Linked DNA regions of Pan troglodytes: region 2 is linked to region 1. Evidence: chromatin contacts called from public HiChIP or PLAC-seq data. All regions are on one chromosome and are shown on one strand. The core of a region is the stretch at or near the end of the contact, and the rest is flanking DNA. Distances in the headings are between cores, read along the strand shown.

The links. HiChIP or PLAC-seq counts read pairs in DNA pulled down with a chosen protein or histone mark.
Region 2: an H3K4me3 HiChIP or PLAC-seq map of stem cell-derived excitatory neurons shows a contact between it and region 1, with 5 times the contacts expected there. The contact joins the promoter of NT5C3A here to the promoter of LOC129135472 in region 1. A contact is called at or near these places in 1 of 7 Hi-C or Micro-C datasets (stem cell-derived neural progenitor cells) and 1 of 1 datasets of contacts at active chromatin or transcription factors (stem cell-derived excitatory neurons).

Annotation. Positions count from the first base shown.
Region 1 is chr6:38,538,034-38,545,163 of NHGRI_mPanTro3-v2.0_pri, forward strand. LOC129135472 (protein C-mannosyl-transferase DPY19L1-like) reads left to right here and starts at 2,136. Exons shown (of 9, transcript XM_063815917.1): 1 at 2,136-2,182; 2 at 4,563-4,631; 3 at 6,826-6,892. The coding sequence starts at 2,136.
Region 2 is chr6:38,823,042-38,830,353 of NHGRI_mPanTro3-v2.0_pri, forward strand. NT5C3A (5'-nucleotidase, cytosolic IIIA) reads right to left here and starts at 3,573. Exons shown (of 9, transcript XM_001167622.8): 1 at 3,284-3,573. The coding sequence starts at 3,436.

The sequences.
Region 1 (7,130 bases), core at 886-3,385:
AGCCAACAAACGTATGAAAAAAGGTCATCATCAATGGTCATTAGAGAAAGGCAAATCAAAACCACAATGAGGTACCATCTCATGCCAGTTAGAATGGCAATCATTAAAAAGCCAGGAAACAACAGATGCTGGAGAGGATGTAGAGAAATCGGAATGCTTTTACACTTTGGTGGGAGTGTAAATTAGTTCAACCGTTGTGGAAGACAGTGTGGCAATTTCTCAAGGATCTAGAACCAGTAATACCATTTGACCCAGCAATCCCATTACTGGGTATATACCCAAAGGATTATAAATCATTCTACTATAAAGACACATGCACACATTTGTTTATTGCAGCACTGTTCACAATAGCAAAGACTTGGAACCAACCCAAATGCCCATCAATGATAGACTGGATAAAGAAAATGTGGCACATATGGAAATGTGCACACCATGGAACACTATGCAACCACAAAAAAAGGATGAGTTCATGTCCTTTGCAGAGACATGGATGAAGCTGGAAAACATCATTCTCAGCAAACTAACACAGGAACAGAAAACCAAACACTGCATGTCCTCACTCCTAAGTGTCAGTTGAACAATGAGAACACATGGTCACAGGGAAGGGAACATCACACACTGGGGTCTGTCAGTGGGTGGAGGGCTAGGGGAGGGATAGCGTTAGGAGAAATACCTAATGTAGATGACGGGTTGATGGGTGCAGCAAACCACCATGGCACGTGTATACCTATGTAACAAACCTGCACGTTCTGCACATGTATCCCAGAACTTAAAGTATAATAATAATAAAAAAGACAAAAACAGATATTCTGGCAATAAAATACCAATTACAAGATATTCCAAATTTGAATATAAACTCCTTCTCATCATGAATTTTCTGAAATTAAAATTAAAAGATTAAGTTCAATGATTAATGTACAAAGATATTAAACCCCAAAGGAGTTAAAGTCCAAAATCATATTCTCTTCACCTTGTAATTAAAAGTTTAAAGAAAATTAATGTCCAAAATATATCCCAATTTCTTATTCAACCTCTTTGTTATATTTCTCAATGTTCCTAGGCTATACGCAAAATGTTGGAGTTGAGATGTCCAAATATAACTTCTTTTTTCCTCATGAGCATCTTGAACAAATTATAAAATAAAACAAAGAGAACAGAGAAGAGACTAAAACAACACCCTTATTACTAACAAATGTGGCTTGTGCCTACAGGCAAGAAAGCCTGCTAACAATGAACTCTAGAACTGGTCTTCCCCACTGTGGCATAAACAGCTACTGTTCACCCATGTGTGTGTTTGTCCCCTCTTCCGGGCACAACTACACTATATCTTTCTCAGCCTCCTTTCTGGTTAACTCTGTTCATGTGATTGAATTTTGGCCAATGGAATGTGGAAAAAATTCTGTGCACCCTCCTAACATGGTCGATAAGAATTTCCCAAATGTGTTTCATGCTTTCACATTTGCAGCCTTCATTTGCAAGCTGAATAAAGAGGACTCTCAGGGCTTAAAAGAGGGCAAAGCCACCAGATGGAAGAACACTAGGTCTCAGCATTACTGCATGGAATAGAGCCTGTTTCTTTACCATCAGTCCTCATTGAACACTGACATAAGTGAGAAACAAACATTTATTTTTGTTCTGCTACGGAATGTTTGGAAGTTGTTTGTTTCACTGGCTAGCCTATCCTGCCTGAAACACCCAGAAAATCCCTGGAAGCCCTGATGCAGGACAGGTTTTCCTGTGGCAGGAAGTGAACTGCTCAGGTGATCCAGAGACGCAGAAGAAACTTCTGACCCTATGAACAGCTCCCCCCACGAAAAAGAGGGTAAGGCTGAGCTAAGCATGCTCAGTAGAATCTTTCCACATTCAATCCAAGCAGCTTAAGCCCCTCTTTCTTCCCTGGTAGGAGTGAGGGAGCTTCTTTCCAGAGGCTAAAATAATCACACCGCCACATGGAAGGAAACAGCTCCCCACCAAAATGTGTTTTCTTTTTGTGCAGCTCTTTCTTGATGTCTAGAAATCTTTCCCTTTGTTCCCCATCCAGATTCTATATACTGTTTCTCAAGACACAACCCCTCTTAGCATCCTTAGCAGGTATGAGACAGAGAGGCACTACATTTCTCTCTTCTGACTAGCCCATGAATGCCAGTCATACGGTCCTCTTTGGGCCTTTGGGCAAGCTTCGGTGAGAGTTAAAGGAGAAACAGCCCTTCCTGACCTCTCTCCCCACCTGCTCCAGATTCCAGAGTCCATGAAGGGTCATTCTCAGCAGACATAATAAGGATCCTGGATGCATTCTTCTTTTAAACAATGAGGTCATTTCCTCACAAATCACCAGGCTCTTCCTAAGGGAAGTTTGCACCCACAGCAATGCCCGGAGTCCTCCTGCCTTACAGACCCACGTTCCTTCTCTGCCTTTATTTGAAAAGGAGAGAGAAAAGCTCCAATCTTCATCATAACAAAACTAATGCTGGGATGAATCCACTTCAATGTGCTTGCCATGCTCGTAGTCCCTACTGAGGGACAATACCCTGCATAGTCCTGGATACTTGGGCCAACATTTGGTCCCACATGGCCTCCAGCTCCCAACCAAAACAGATGAGGCAGAGGTGGAAGCCCATGGATTGGTCAGCACACTATGGCTGAGAGATAAGCCAGTTAATGGAAATTGAAACCCAAAGTTCATGATGTAGAATTCAAATGAGATAAGTCACAATGAACCATCTCAAAACCATAAGACAGCAGGACCCATGAGTAAACGGAGGAAGTGACCTCATGGAGAAAGGACAATGGCACAGTTATAGAGAGACATGCAAATGATGAGAGGACAGCGGAGGGACAGGAGGCAGAGCGCACAGCCTGGAGGAAACTATTCACAGAGATATCTTGGAATCTGTCCGTTGTTCAGTGCTTTCTTTCCATGTCTATGTTTATAATAAGCCCCTTTTTCCTTGACCTGACTTGGGTGTTCAAGGTCACTGTGCCTTGCCTGATTGAAACAACTCATTTCCACAATTGCATTAGACTGTGATAAGTGATCCAGAAAACCATGATCATATCGGCTTCTCCTCTTCCTACTTAAAATAGCAGATGCCTTGGGCTACACACTTTGGGAAAAGGGTATGAATAAGCACTAGATAGTTTTGCAAGATTTGCACTTTAGGGAGAAAGGAGAGTAAGCTAGGTGAATTATTGGGATATTCTTTAGGTTACTATGAGGTTTGGAGGTTACAGTTAGAAAAAAAAGTTTCCTGCAGCAAAACCCATGCCAAATTGAAAAATTCTCTAGACCACATGGGAGGTCTTCAAGGAAATCATGGTTCTGGTTAAAAATAATAATAATAAAAGATAAAAGATTTTGACTTCTCTTCTTCTGGGGATGGGAGAACTAAAGCCAGGCCTCAGTGTCATCTTTCCACCCAGGAGCAAGACTGAGCCCTTCCACTGTGGGACATTGAGGCCTGAATAAGACCCTTCCAAGCAAAGGTGAAAGAGGCTCTGAGCACAAGTACCCATAAACACGAGCTACTGTAACACAGGAACCCAGAACCCTCATCATCAAAGCCAATGGATGTCTCTAAGAAAGGGAGTGATTGTCCTGACAGAATTTTAAGAGCCAAAAGGCTTTGTGGACTCAACCTCCAAAACAGAGCAGATGGGAGGAGGGATGGTGAGAAGGCTTATTCCCAAGCCAAGCCCTGGAGAGGATGGCAAAGTGGCAGGTGGAAAGCGTGGTGGATGTGGAGTCCCATGTGAGACAGGATATCCCGGCTGATGCCTCACAAATCCTCGCACTTGCTGCCTCTCATTGCGCCTCCTGTTTCTATCTTCAGTAAAGGCTTGAGGCTATTTGGAGCCCAGAAGCCAGCAGCTGAAGGGAACAGGCAATTGGCCAGGCCAGCTCCTCAGCCCAAGGAAGGCAGGCCTGGGGCAATGCCCACTGGCCAGTAACATCAGAGGGCCCACTGGAAACACATCCAAGTCCCCGTGACTCACAACTGTCATAGCTGCGAAGCAGTGTCATCTTTCTTCCTGAAGATTTCCTGTATCACCCCAGGAGCAAAAGGGATGATTGATTTTTGCTCTGGAAATAAGTAATGGGTCACTGGGGAGACGAATAGAACTATAGCTTCCTTAAGAAGCAATCTCTCTTAAGAAATTATAAAGCAAGTGGCTCCCCTGCTCAGTGGTGTCTGTGGCATTGTACTCCCAGTCTTTCAGGATAAGTCTAAAATAGTTTGGCACTCAATTCCAAGCTCACCTATGGAAAAGGAGGAACTCCGAAATCTGTAGAATAAATAAAGTAATGAGGTATGTCTACCGTAAATGGAGAAAATCCAGCCAGTATTATTGAAAACTTTCAGTCTTTAAAATTTATAACAATGGAAAGCTATACTATACTGAAGTATCTGAGTCTCCCCAAAAACAATGACGTTAGGGAGGAAATCAAATGAGAGGAATCTAAGATTGATAGTTCAACTAGCCAAATCGCCAAATAATCTGCAGTCACAGAGGGATAGTGGACTGTTATTAAATAAACCCCTGGTGAATTTTCTTTATTAAAGAGCAAGAAGTCAGCAGGTTTCAAAGCCCCGGGAATGTAGGGATGTAGACCCTTTCAGCGATAGCCAAAAGTGAGAGTTAGGAAGGGTATAAAACCTCTGCTCCCCCTTCACGAGAAAGCCAGCCCTGGAGAGGGAAGGACCAGGCGGCAGCCCCACTCTGCACCACACAGCCCTCTGTTACTCCTGCCTGGCCTATTAGTCTCTCCCTTAGCCTGACCTAAGTAACTCTAACCCAAGTAAGGAGAAAATCAAAGTTGGGAATTTCAACATTCCTGACCAAGAAAGTTCGAGGGTCAATCTGCAAAAAGTAAGCCCCAAAATCAAGGAAAGGGAATGAGATCTGGACACAGAGCTGCACTCAACATCTAGCATGACTCTCAGCAGGATGCACCACTGGGCACAGCAGTGTCAACGCTTGTCCAGGAGACATGGCAGGGTGAGCTTGCTCTCGGCAGAAGAGAGAAACCTCGCACTAAGGGAAGAAGGAGCTGGGTGCATGAGATTGGCCCAGTAAGACAAACCTTCTCATCAAAATAAAGGGGGCAGCTCTCACAGTATTGTGGTCTTGGTCACTTGTGTTTGTCCCCTGAGTCAGTTTCCATGGACTCCCATTTAAACCCTGGAGTCAGGCAGGCAGGGTCACTAGAAGTCTGTGAGGCATTAGGACTACTCTGTCCCCCTCTGACAAAATATAACACAGATGGAGAAAGAGGTGCTGATGACCCTTAAATCTCCAAAGGCCTGAATGGGGGTGGCCCGGGGCAACAAACTGCCTACTTGCAACAAGCCCACTTGCAGAAGACAGGACTTCGGCGGGAGAGGAGACCAACCACTCCTGAGGACCTGCCCCTTGCTGCCTCTCATTGCACCTACTGTTTCTATCATTGATAAAGGAAAGATGTTGCATGCACCACTCTATTTCGCATTTAAGGTCAAGGTTCTGGGGAAATGAGTCCCACAACACTGGCAGGAAGAACGTCTACTCCACGACAGGGCTGCCACAGTATGGTAGCAGACAGGACTTTTCATCAATGACAGCCTCTGGAAACCATGGGGAGAAAGTGTCCTGCATAACCAAGCGGAGGCAAAAACCAGGGAAGCATGGATTAGACAATGAAACAATTCAAGTGAAACAATAAAACAATTCAAGGTGGGGGGACATAAAGGCCCAGTCATTCATAGTACTGCAAAGTGATTAATCTAAAATGCAAATTTGATGACATCAGATCCTGTTTAAAATCTCTGCCTTTTCTCCATTCCCACAGATCCTCTCCTATCAGACATAATGAACTACTGCTAGGATTATTGCAGTAGTCTTCTGACTGTCAACAGTCTCACCTCACTGCACTCCCCCACTTCCCCACTGCTTTCACAACAATCCGTGTAAATCTCCAAACTCTTCAGGGCCCTCCTTATCTCTAGCAATGTTCCCGGACTTCCTATACCCTTGGGGCAAAAGTCTACACACATTATAGGCCTTATAACAGCCTCCATCCATTCATTTGCTCATTTAAAAAATATTTATCAAGTGCCAACTCCATCCCAGACTACTGCTAAGAGTGGTAGGGAACAGTAAACCAAACACCAAAAGTCCCTGACTTTAGGAAGTTACATTCTACGGGCAAAATTTAGCACCCCTCTGTGTTCAGATCTTCTGCATTCAGTGGTGTAGGCACAGGCTTTTACCAGCTCATGGAGACCAAGGGTGCACATCTCTTCCCAACTCTGCATTCAGTGATATTGCTTTGGTAGCTTGAAATCAACCTGGGTGGAAATATTTACACCATGGAAATCAGCAGTCACTACAAATAAGCAGACACTAGGCTTTTTCTTTTTCAAGAACAGGTTATTGAACATTTACCAGCATACTTTTGTACCTTAGCCCAGGCTGCTCTCTGTGCCTAGAAATCTCTTCTTCTTGTCATCTGCCTGATGAATACCTACCTTCAAGACTTAATTCAAATATCAAAGCAGTTTTGGACCCAAGAGGGAGAGCAGACTCCTCCCTCTGAGCTGCCTCTGTACCATGCACACACCCAGAACACCTTCAGCACTTAGCTAGTCATGTGACTGTCACCCCACTGTACTGTAAATTTCTTGGAGCCAGGGATGAGTCAGACATGACTCATCAATATCCCCAGCCCCTGGTATAGTGCCTGGCCCAGTTTCTGGACCACTCTAAAATAAATTCCTGTTGAATAAATTTGGAGCCAGGAAAAAATATGTATCTTATTTTAACAGCTGTCATCAAACTTCATTTTAGGAAAGGAATCAAGTATGAGGTGAAACGAGCCCAAATTGTGGAAATGACCATAGGATATTTACGTACAGTAATATGTAACACTGAGATTTCCTTTTCTGAGCTAAAATTATTCCATACCTACAAGATATTCACAATGTTAATGCCTTATGTAAATGGTTGGACTGGTGAATGTTAAGAAAAATGGCTGAGTTCTGTAACTGAGTTAATGGGGTGCAGAACAGGGAAGACACGAGCAACAAGCACGGTGATCCCTAGACTGAATTTGCTCAGAATAAGGAGGCTGGAGCCAGAAGTGACCACAATTA
Region 2 (7,312 bases), core at 2,323-4,822, 290 kb after region 1:
CACTTTTCTAAGCACTTTAAATATATTAACTATTTCATGAACATTTCTAGTTGGTCATTCCTTGATCATCTCAAATTTCATATGACTTAAAGTGAACTTGTGATTCCACATTTCCCTTACCTCCTGGCTACTTTCCAAACCTGCCACTTTTTCCTTCTCTTCATCTTGGCTAATAATATAACCAGAATCAGCAGTTACCTGATAACCTTAAAGTTATTTCTCCTTACAATTAATCCCTTTATCTAATGATCACAAATAATAAGCTCTGAAAGAAAGCAATTATGTTCTAGGCCCTGTGTTATCTCATTTAATCTTCACAACCTATGAAGTAGGTACTATCATTATCTCCCAATTAATAGATGAAAAATGGGAGATTCAGAGAGGTTAAGTAATTTGCCCAAGGTCACATGGCTTGATAAATGAGAAAAACTAGATTCAAAACTAGGTTTGTATGACTCTACAGTCTGTGCACAAAGTCCCGTTGATTTTATCTCGGAAATGTTTGTCTCCTGATCCCTTATTTCCATACCTGTTGCTAGTGCCATAGTTTAAGGTCTCTAATCATCTTTCGCAAGCAATACTACCAACCTCCTAAATTTCTTTCTTTCCAGGATCTTCCCTTCCAGTCCACCTTATCTCATCTTCATAAAACATACTGTTGGGTTTTTTGTTTCTCTGTTTTGAGACTCTGGGTGACTCTGTCACCCAAGCTTGAGTGCAATGGTGTGATCACGACTCACTGCAGCCTCGACCACCTTGACTCAAGAGATTTCACCTTCGGCCCCTAAGTAGCTGGGACTACACTACAAGTGTGTGCCACTGCACTGGCTAAAATCTTTATTTTCTGTAGAGAAAGGGTCTCCCTATGCCGCCCAGGCTGGTCTCGAACTCCTGGGCTCAAGGGATCCTCCCGCCTCAGCCTCCAAAAGTGCTGGGATTGCAGGCGTGAGCCACTGTACCCTGCCAAAGCAAACCTTTGATGATCCTTTGTTGCAAAATAAAGAGCAAACTCTTTATAATGGCTTTACAAAATTCCTTTACAATTCAGTTTCTTGATCCCATTCCCTATCTTGCTTTCCTTCTTTTTTTTTTTTTTTTTTTTTTGAGACAGGGTTCTTCCACCTCACCCTCCCAAAGTGCTGGGATTACAGGTGTGAGCCACCATGCCTAGCCATGACTGGCTTCTTCTGTACATTAATCTTGCTGCCCTATGGGATATTTCAGCTGTAGCATACACAACCCACTAGCAACTTCCTCATGTCTCTCAATTAAAAACTCTTGCAAGACAATGCATCATTTTGACCAAGTCCCAGAAGTTATTGGTTTTCTTAGCCAGTTAGATAGGCCCAACTTGGTTAGGTAGTTAACTCCGTTAGCTGTGACCAATATGAGCTATGTCTGTTGGACATCATGGGTTTGCAGAGATTTTTCTGAGGGAGGAGGGCAGAGGATGGGCAGAGCAGACCTACATTATTACAGAAAGATGGAACTAGGATTCCAACCCAGGTCTTCTGACCCCCAGTCAAATACTTCTTCCACTTGAAGAAGCAACCTATTAAAATTTAAAAAGTTAATATGAAGCTCTTTTCACTTTTTCCATTGAAAAGCTACTAGCAGGCTACACATATATTACAATCTGAATTAATATACTACGCATACATGTAAATATTGACTGATTTCTTTAGTACCAATAAGTTGGTATTCTAGATAGGTCTTCATTATTTGTCACAAAGATAGCAAACTGTTCCTATGATGGTATCATTGAAGGATTTTGTGAACACGCTGATTTTTAACCTTACTTGGCTTAGATAAGTGGTATACAGACCAATCCACAGTTTAAGCACAGGCAGGGAGATATGGCAACTCGGTTTTTTCCCCTACATAGGCATTATTAACCTTGGGTTGTGGGCAAAAGAAAGCCAAGTTTTCTAAGCAGGAAAGCAACAAAAGCAAAATGAAACTTCTGAGATAAAACCATTTGCTGCTGTGGGCATACAGATGTGGGACAAATGAATTTTAATAAGCCTTTAGAATTATTAAGACCCTTTAAGAATAAATTAATTCAAAATTAGGGAATATTATTGGAATATGAGACAAGTGGGAATTAATTTTTTTTTTTAAGAGACAGGGTCTCGCTATGTTTCCCAGGCTGGAGTGCAGTAGCTATCCACAGGTGTGATTATAACCTTGAACTCCCAGACTCCAGTGATCCTCCTCTCAGCCTCCCAAATAGCTGGGACACTGGCTAATTTTAATTATGCAAATACGTCTGTATTCAACCTGGGGTCAATACAACCAATAGGACAAATCGTGTCTTTCGTCAGTTGGAACATATCGCAGGTGCTGAGAAATTCCAAGTATTACACCCTAAAATGATATTATTTAATGTAGATTTTAAATTTTTTTCTATCATAAATCATCTGACCCTAGATATTCACATGTATAGCACACGGTCAGGCGTATACCCAGGATTATGCATTTCAGGAAATACATAAGCGTGCAAGTTTGTGCAAGAATTGTCTTCCTGAGTGGGTTCTAATTAAAATACAAAACGAAACTAAATATCCTCATTTTTGAAACAATTACTTATAATGTATCTCAAAGGGAATTCTTGAGACACCCTCTTCAATAAAAAATTAAATTCGAAAATGTATACAAGAGCTTTGGGAGTTAAGATGAAAACAAAGATATTTCGTGGGAGTTTTGAGACAAGAAGGAATACATTCAAATACAAAATAAACTATCCTGAATTTCTCCTGGATTGCCATTCTTGTAAAATTTTAGATATTGCACATTTTCATAATCTAACTCATGGCAGCCCCAACATAAAACTAGTCCTCTGCGGGAATTGCAACTAGATTAGCGGCAACGGTTTGACGCGGATCCGGGGGGAGGGCGGGAGCAAGGCAGGGAGAGAAGGAGCGACCTGCCCAGGACATGCAGCTTATCTCTAGAGAAACGGGTTTTGCAGCACAAAGTAGCCTGTGTCCGATTCATCTATTTTCTGCCTTGCTCCTTCAAACGGAAACCTAACAAAGACCACGGGCAGCCAAGGGCCGCAGCCGGGGACCAAACCCTGGTCACCAAGCCCGCGGAGTGGCCGCACGCGGGGCGGCCGGGTCCCCCAAGCTGCGCGTCCCGAGCTAGCGAGATCCCAGCCTGACAGGCGACGCCGGCAGCTCCCAGTCGCGACCGAGCAGCGGCCCAGCACAGGCTGCCGAGGCCAGCAGACGGCCCAGCCGGCCCCTCGCGTGCTCTGGGCGCGCCGAGCCTCCACACTCACCATCTCGATGATCTTGGTCTTCCGCCCCGTCTTCCTCTTCAAGGTGAATATGTACTGAGCCAGCACCACCCCCGCCACCAGGGCGCACACGCTGGCGCTCGCTACCGCGCCCACCCTCGCCACGGCCGCGCGGTCCATGGACGGGGCCCTCATGCGCGTCCAGGCAGGAAAAAAACAGGCAGCTCGCGTAGACAGCGAGTCTCGGAAGCGCGGGATCCCAGAGCATCACGGACGAGCCCGCGACGCCCCGCCCCGCGCAGCTCCGCCCCCACGAAGCCCCACCCACACGCCATCGATGGAAGAGGCGAGGACGCGGCGGGAGGGGCGTGGCCTGTGCCCGGAGCCCAGGCTGGAGGCGGCCTTCAGCGGACTCAGGGTCTCACGAGCTGCTGTCAGGGCAGGGCAGAGTATTGCGGTAATTATCCTTCTCTGCTAATGAGGATTAGGCCGTGGTTCGCTCGAGCCCCGCCCCAGTAGAAATCTAATTCCAACTGCGGCCCGCTAAGAAGTCGGTCTCCGCCTTCGCGCCTCAGCCCCTCTGGACTCCGGCCCCCAGAAGGCGGCGCGGCACGGTGTGACCTGCGCAGTGGCGTCCGTTCTAAGTGCTATAACAACGCGGGGAAGATGGCTCAGAGTTAGGCGGGAGAGGGGCCGTGTCCCTTCCGCCGCAGCCGCGGGGTTTCTGCTGCATCCCATTCGCCGCCTCCGCCATCCTTTTTTCTGTGTGAGCCGAAGGGCTTGCAGTTGTTCTCTCCTGCCTAGTGTCTTCCAAGGGATAGATGCCATTTCTTCTGCTGGTCTCTGGGGGTGAGGAGGGGCGCAGGGGAGCTTCTTGGGGGAATCGCTCCAACTCTGTGGAGCTGGTGGTGCTGCCTGGTGGGGCTCTCTCTGCCCAGGACGTGGAACAACTTTCACCCGGAGGACTAGAGGAAATAGTTGTAGGGGAGGAAAAATTGTTTCCTTCTAGCCTTTTAGGTTATTTGGCTGGTCTACAAATTAAATTGATGTAAGACAGAGGAACATGAGAAAAACGATTTGTCGACCGAAAGGTGAAATAACAGGCACTAAAACTTAAAGAAATCATGGTTAGTTTTATTACTCGGCCAAGTTTGAGGACTTAAGCCTGGGAACACAGACTCAGTATAGACCGAGAACGTGTCCCAAAGTAAGTTAGCTGGGAGTATAACCTGAAGAAGACTGAGTTTTAATACCCAGAATATTTGAGTATCAATATCTAGATTACTGTGTCATTTTGTCGCCAATTTTTTATGAATCCAGTTTTGCACCAAATACCAATATGACTTAAATGTTGTCTGATTGTGAGGCCTAAGATGGTCACAGTCTCATTTATCTTTCTTCCTCAACAAAAACATTTTCCATATATTACATATTATTTTGAATGGGTAGAGACTAAAGCCACGTTTCTATAATTTCAGGATTTTAAACATTTTGTAGACAATAACATTCGTCTTGAAGCTGTGGACAATCTAAAACAGAAATGGAGTTCCAAATTTTGTTTTTGTAATATGGCCCGTCAACTGCGCATGGGAAGAATGTGGGTACTCTGAAATATGATTTCTATTTTAACTAGTTATACTATATCATAGGTCTGATTATCATATATATGAGATGTTAAAGCTGTAGGAGTATAGTCAATTAGACTACAAACCCTGGTAGTAAATTTCCAGGAGGAAAGGGGTCCATATGTTTTTTATAAGTGTAAACCTTGTGTTTCTGAATCTAAGAGGGTTGGCCATGTTTGGAGACTATTTCAGCTTCTCTGTGAATTAACATATTAATTATTCTTGTTGAAAGACATGGAAGATCTTGATATGGTTTGACCCTGTATCCTCACCCACATCTCATTTTGAATTATACTCCCATAATTCATATGTGTTGTGGGAGGGACCTGGTGGGAGATAATTGAATCATTGGGGTGTTTTCTTCCATACTGTTTTCGTGGTAGTGACCTAAGTATTAGGAGATCTGATGGTTTTATCAGGGTTTCCGCTTTTGCGTCTTCCTCATTCTCTCTTTGTCTGCTCCCATCCATGTAAGATGGGACTTGCTCCCTGCCTTCCACTATGATTGTGAGGCTTCCCCAGCCACGTGGAACTGGAAGTCCAATTAAACCTCTTTCTTTTGTAAATTGCCCAGTGTGGGGTATGTCTTTATCAGCAGCCAGAAAACAGACTAATGCAGATCTCTACACGGAGAACTACAAAATACTGATGAAAGAAATCAGGCCAGGTGAGGTGGCTGGTGCCTGTAATCTCAGCACTTTGGAAGCCCAAGGTTGGGGGATTGCTTGAGGCCACAAGTTTGAGACCAGTCTCGGCAACATAGCGAGACCCTGTCTCTACAATCCCTGCAAAACCAAAGAAATTAGCTGGGCATGGTGCTGCATTTCACTCTCGTCCATGTGAAGAGACCACCAAACAGGCTTTGTGTGAGCAACAAGGCTGTTTATTTCACCTGGGTGCAGGCGGGATGAGTCCAAAAGAGAGTCAGTGAAGGGAGATAGGGGTGGGGCCGTTTTGTAATATTTGGGTAGGTAAAGGAAAATGTGTTACAGTCAAAGGGGGGTTGTTCTCTGGCAGGCAGGGGTGGGGGTCGCAAGGTGCTCAGTGGGGGAGCTTTTGAGCCAGGATGAGCCAGGAGAAGGAATTTCACAAGGTAATGTCATCAGTTAAGGCAGGGACCCACCATTTTTCACTTCTTTTGTGGTGGAATGTCATCAGTTAAGGCAGGAACAGGCCATTTTCACTTCTTTTGTGATTCTTCACTTGTTTCAGGCCATCTGGGCATATAACTTGCAGGTCACAGGGTATATGATGGCTTAGCTTGGGCTCAGAGGCCTGACACTGCATGCCTGTAGTCCCAACTACTCAGGAGGCTGAGGTGGGAGGATTGCTGGAGCCTAGCAGTTGGAGGCTGCAGTGAGCTATGATTATGGACTCCAGCCTTGGTGAAAAGGTCAGGAGGTCGAGAACATCCTGGCTAACACGATGAAACCCCGTCACTAGTAAAAATACAAAAAATTAGCTGGGCATGGTGGCGGGCGCCTGTAGTCCCAGTTACTCGGGAGGCTGAGGCAGGAGAATGGCATGAACCCAGGAGGTGGAGCTTTCAGTGAGCCGAGATCATACCACTGCACTCCAGCCTGGGCAACAGAGCAAGACTGTGTCTCAAAAAAAAAAAAAAAGTGAGACCCTGTCTCAAGAAAAAGGAAAAGAATGGAAGAAAGGGAAGGAAAGAAAAAAAGAAAGAATAGATGACACAAACAAATGGAAAAACACCTCATGCTCCAGGATTAGAAGAATTAATGTCATCAAAATGACCATACTGCCCAAAGCAATTCAAATTCAACAATACAGATTCAGCAAATACAGATTCAGGAATACATATTCAGCAAATACAGATTCAACACAATACCTGGCAAACTACCAATGTCATTCTTCATGGAATTAGAAAAAACAATCCTAAAATTCATGTGGAACCATAAAAGGGCCCAAATAGACAAAGCAATCCTAAACAAAAGGAGTAAAGCTGGAGGTATCACATTTTGACTTAAAATTATACTACAAAGCCATAGTAAACAAAACAGCATGGTACTGGTATAAAAATAGACATGACACATAGATCAATGGAACAAAATAGAGAAACTAGAAATAAATGCCCCATATTTGCAGCAAACTGATATTTGACAAAATATACACTGGCGAAAGGACACCCTATTCAATAAATTGTGCCGGGATAATTTTAGAGCCATATGCAGAAGAATGAACCTGGACCCCCATCTCTCACCGTATACAAAAATTAACCAAGATGGATTTAAGACTTAAATGTAAGACCTGAAACTATAAAAATCCTGGAAGAAACCCTGGGAAAAACTCTTCCAGACATTGGCCTAGGCGAAGAACTTATGACTAAGTCCTCAAAAGGAAACAACAAAAATGAAAAACAAAAGTTGACAAATGGGACTTCATTAAGCTAAAAAGCTTCTGCAGTGCAAAACAAATAATCAAC